Linked DNA regions of Zea mays: region 2 is linked to region 1. Evidence: chromatin contacts called from public Hi-C data. All regions are on one chromosome and are shown on one strand. The core of a region is the stretch at or near the end of the contact, and the rest is flanking DNA. Distances in the headings are between cores, read along the strand shown. Region 1 holds the start of LOC100282305. Region 2 holds the start of LOC100275589.

The links. A called contact is a pair of places that touch in the nucleus more often than the background predicts.
Region 2: a contact with region 1 is called in a Hi-C map of leaf, with 4 times the contacts expected there. The contact joins the promoter of LOC100275589 here to the promoter of LOC100282305 in region 1.

The regions. Positions count from the first base shown.
Region 1 is chr8:178,147,478-178,150,177 of Zm-B73-REFERENCE-NAM-5.0, forward strand. LOC100282305 reads right to left here and starts at 1,299. Exons shown (of 1, transcript NM_001155217.2): 1 at 232-1,299. The coding sequence starts at 1,214. The coding sequence ends at 489.
Region 2 is chr8:178,288,071-178,290,770 of Zm-B73-REFERENCE-NAM-5.0, forward strand. It overlaps LOC100275589, which reads left to right and starts at 1,378. Exons shown (of 7, transcript NM_001149639.3): 1 at 1,378-1,955. The coding sequence starts at 1,539.

The DNA.
Region 1 (2,700 bases), core at 49-2,548:
CTGATGAGCACGTCGTTTGGCTCCAAATCAGCCTCGTCAAGGAGGAAACAACGGCCATGCAGAATGAGACGCGTCCCTGACCAAACCAGAAGTAAACTTGTCGTGTCACCGTGACGGCAACAAAATAGTCTTCAATGGAAGATCGACAGGAAACGTCTGAAGCTTCACCGGAGACATTTCTTTGGATCGTTTTTTTTTCGTCAACAATCATATCCTCAGTATACATAGAAATTAATCAACATGCTCCATGGTTTAAAGCCCATATCAACGCCGGTTTGATCTGTCCAGACACACGAACAGATCTACTCCGTCTCGGCGGAAAAAAAAAACACTACAGTACTATGTACAAGGCTCCACCATATCATAGTCTACACTCTACATGCAAGAAAAAAAAAAGACCAAACACCCAGAGCTACACTACAATTCCTGATGAAGGCCAAAAGGGAAAAAGGAAACTGCAAAGTCGTCAGCTGAAAACTCCGGTGCGACTAGTTCTCTGCCGGCGGCGGCCAGTTCAGATCCAGTTCGAAGCTGACCTCCTTCTTTGCCGTCACCGCGGGAGGCGAACAGGTGCGATCAACCACAGACGAGGAGTCGGAGTCGCTCTGCGCGACGGCGGCTACGGTGACTGGAGCTGAGGCGACCTTGAACATCCTGTACCCGGCTGCCGCGGCCGCCGCGGCCTGGTTGTAGAGGAAGTACTGATGTGGGGTCGGGCGCACGACGGGGAAGGCCTTGAACGGAAAGGGCATGCCGCCGGTGGTGACCGCGCTGACGGCGGCCGCCCGGTGGAAGAGATCGAGGTCGAGGGCCGGGGTCAGCGGCATGGCCGCCTGCACAGGCGCTTCGACGCCACACCCGCTGCCGCCACAGCTCGATTCCAAGGTGGTGCTGTCGCTGCTGGGGCTACCAGCACCGCCGGCGACGGCGACGGCGAGGGGGAACGGGAAGTTAGTCTTGGCCTTGGCGCCACGGAACTCGCGGGCGGCGACGTCGTAGGCCTTGGCGGCCTCCTCGGCCGTGTCGTACGTGCCCAGCCACACGCGACTCTTCTTGGCTGGGTCGCGGATCTCCGCGGCGTAGCGTCCCCACGGCCGCTTCCTCACGCCTCGGTAGTGTGGACCCAAGCCCATGCCTCCGACTCCTCCGCCAACGCCAAGCTTCAGGCCGGTGGCCAGCGGCAATGGCGACTTGTCCGCCACCCGGGGCGCCATGGTGCACAAGTGGCGTGTGTGCGCGGGTCTTCCGGTTCAGCGAGGTCGTGTGGAGAAGCGATGTGTGTGTGTGTGTGGCGTCTAGGATAAGGCAAGGGGGATTGGGCAGCATTTATAGGCAGACGAGTGGGCTAAAAAAGGACAATAGCTCTATTCACCCGCCTCCTCCTATCTTATATTTTATCAAGTATTTTAAACTTCACTTTGTAATTAATATAGCTTACCGTTTGTACCTAACAAAAGATACATCTTATTCAGATACTGTTTGAGATAGCTTAACTTCAAAAATTTCAACTCAATTCTAACTTTTTTCTACATAAACAGATACAACTCCACGAGCTCTAGCTTTTTTAGAAAAATCGAAACTAGAGACCAGTTCATATAATTCATGAAGCTCCTTAGAGGCTACTTTTAGAAACACTGTTTCTATATATTCTCATGAAGCTGTACGAAAATATCCACCATGCCACTGTTATACAACATACAACTTCTGAAAAATCAATTGTACTATATAAATTGGGACTTGAGGCCCGACAGATCTGATGCTAAATTTACCCGGTTCTTGTTCTCCAAACGGTAATGTCAGGGCCTGATCATCTACTACTCTCTATCATGGGTTAGTTTTTGACTTTTTGTCGACACTGGATTTCTCAGACGACTTGAGCAAGAACCTCCCGATGCGGCAATCCCAATGTGACGGATGAGCTCCACCCGGTGCGGCAAGCCCAGCCTCGATCTTGTCTCGTCTCGTCTCGTGAGGTCTGGCCATGGTCATCCAATCCAGGAGGAGGGAAACGACGAAGACGAGCAGAGGGAGGCGAAGTCAGGCCATAACTGGACAGGCGAGTCGCGCGCGGCAGATCAAAATCACATGAGCCGAGTCGCGCGCTAACGGCGAGATCAGGATCAGCGCGCGGCGCAGAAAGGACCGCGCCGCGGGCGGGCGGGCACCCACCACCAAAATGTCGGCATCAGCTGGTCCTCGGACGTGGGCGTGTTGCTTGGATCGCTAGGCCCGGAGGGTGGGGGGCACCCACCGAGGCGAGCCGCCCACCAGCCGCAGGCGGCACGGCAGGCCCTCCTTTTATTTTTAGAGCCGCTGGCCGCCTGGCCGCCCTAGACCGACAGGCGGTACAGCCACGCACACCCATCCGACAGGGAACCGGCACGCGCCGGTGGGCCGTGGATCGCGTGATGCCGCGCCGCTGCTCACACACCTGCTGCGGGAAAAAAAAAAGAATTGATTCGGGTAGCAGGCGTAGAAAACGACGGGATGAGAGAGAGAGGGAGAGAGAGCCGAAAAGGAGGACAAGAGGGACGAGGGGCTCTGGTCCTGGTGCTGCGGCGCCTTCTACGTGCCGCCTCTCCAAATCACGAGGTGGGTGCGGCGCCAAGTGGAGATACGGACGGATCGCGGGCGCGGGAGCGGGATTGCCCGGCGACGCCGGCGCCCGCTTTTTTTGTTTGTGTTGTTTGGGCGAGTGAT
Region 2 (2,700 bases), core at 128-2,627, 140 kb after region 1:
AGACTAAGCACAAGCCTAAACAAGTATAACACATCGTTTCAAACCTATCAGTTGAGTCTCAGCGGCTCATCATTCAGATTGAGTCCACACTAGCTCACCTCCAAAACCACGATAATTACTATTTTAGTGACCTTTGCAAGGATGGGTTTAATAGAGTAAAAAAATCGATTAACGTCGGTGGTCGTATCTTAGTCGTCTTAAGATACACGCATCCAAAAAATGATTATTTCATAAGGGCTAGTTTGAGAACCTCATTTTCCCAAGAGGTTTTCATTTTTCCAAGGGAATTTAGTCCATTTTCCTTTGAAAAAAACGAAAATTCTTGAAAAATAAGGTTTCCAAACTACTCCTAAATGATTTTTTGGTGGTTGGTATTTTCGCAAGCGGTAGGTAGATGTAAAACCTAAGTTAGCCTTAGATAAATTTAAAGATCTAAATATTAATATATAAACTCAGTTGAATTTAAACAGATAAATTTCACCATAACACCCAATCCATCGACTTATGTATAGGTGTACATTTGTGCTGTGCCTAATAGGCCGGCACAAAGCACACAATTTCTGGCACGGCCCATATCTGGCACGGCCCAATCTAATTGTGGGCCTGGGCCGGCACGGCCCACATTGTGGGCCGTGCCTGGGCCTCAAGTCAAGCCCACGGGCCGGCCTGGCACGGCCCATTTAACTAAGGCCCACAGAGGCCCACTAAATATAGACTCAGTATTTAACTAAGGTCCGTCAAAGCCCACATGACTAGCATAACTTGGAGAATCTAGAGCTTCAATAAGCCATCGAGAACCAATACCTAGATATGGATAGTGAATAGTGATGATGATCATTGTATATGTATTCTGTATGGATGTATAGTACTCAATTAAACACTAAACATAGAACTGAATATTATTTGTGAGCTATTTGTAATATTTTTTTTTCTTTATGACCAAAGGTTTATAATGTGCATCCACAAAACATCTTAGTTTTATTTTGGTCATATATATATATATATTATATTTTTTGTTGATATATTACTATTGTATGTATATGGGCCGGTCTGGCACATTAAGATATTTTGGGCTATTTGGGCCGGCCTGGCACACATAACTAATTGTGGGCCGTGCCGTGGGCCGATGACTGGGCACACGTGCTGGCACGGCACGGCCCATAATTAGATATGTGCTTTTGTGGGCCGTGTCTTTGTGGGCCGTGCTTTTGTGGGCCTGTGCCGTGCCGGGCCAGGCCGGCCCACATGTACATGTATAGACTTATGTTTCTTCAGAGCTCTCCAATCACAGTAACAGAATCATTAAATTCTCGAGACTCCGGGGGCCCTCGAGGGCTCAAAACCACACAATTCAACAACTGGGTGAAGAAGCAACAAATACATTTGCGTAGCAGACATCGCTGCCCGTGTCTGTGTCTCCATTCACCTCGCTGCTCAGTCTGACACGGAACCGAGCGGAAAACCCAGGCCAGCTCCCGATAAGAAATCCTCGAGTCGACCAGTCCCCCATAGGCCGTAGACCAGAGCAGTAGACCGCCATGGCGAACCGCAGCAAGCAGCTCGTTACCACCGCACTGCCGCTCGCGGCGGCAGCAGCAGCCTCGCTCGCCGTCGTGCTCCTGCTCTGCTCCACGGGCTCATCGGAAGCCGACGGATACCTCGGGCGCGTGGGTGCGCCGTGGGGCCGTACCCTCACGGTCCTCCCATTCAGCCCCGCGGACCTGCTGCCCCTCCTGCCGCGGGGCGTCGCCATGGCCGCGCTCCGGGCGCTCCGCGGCGTCTCGGACATCTTCCCGGTGTTCGTCGGCGCCGCGTCGGCCGGCGGGTCGGGCTCGGTGCCCGGCAGCGGGGGGACGGTGAGATGGAAGGGGGCCTGCTTCTACGAGAACGAGGCGTGGCTGGTGTTCCACAACGAGAGCGGGTCCAAGTACGGCGGCGGCACACTCCATATCAAGGTACGGGCCTCCTCCCCCGACCGAAGCTGAGCACAATTTTGCAGTAACACGGTGTGCTTGTGCTGCCGAACAAATTAAGATGGATCCAGAGAGAGAGAGGTCTTGGCTCTACAGACATGGTAGACAGACACTCGAGACAGTGACACCGACACGCCCCACGTCCGCGACGTAACTGTTTCTGCACCTTGCGTGTCTGCCACACATGACATATGCACAAATATCCGTGGGGTTGTGCAAGACAAGTTTTGGTTGGTTTAACTATAACTATCGACGCGGATGAGAATTCCAACCCGCAACAACACCTTGGTGAAGCTGTAGGCCTGTTTGGTTTGTGGCTAAATGTGCCACACTTTATCTAAGTTTAATCGTTCGAATTTAATAACTAACTTTAGACAAAAAAGGTAGGCAAAGTGTGGCAACTGAGGCAGTGAACCAAACATGACTGTAGTGTTGTACTGATCGCCCCTCGACCCTCGCGTTGGTTGGTCAATTCTCGCAGGATTAGAAATATGTTTAGCAGCACAAAAAAATAACTGAAACAACCTTGGAGAACACGCGAATTTCCGTTTGATCTCGGATCTGGCCAATTCGGATTTCCATATCCCCCTATCTTCGCCCGCGAGCTCCTCACCGCTCCCCCGAGATTAGGGGGGGAGCGCAAGTGCCTGAAGTAAGCCTAATCCTAACCGCCGCCGTCATGACGGCGCCCAAGCTCAAGCTCCTAGCTCTTCCTACTCTGCTGGTC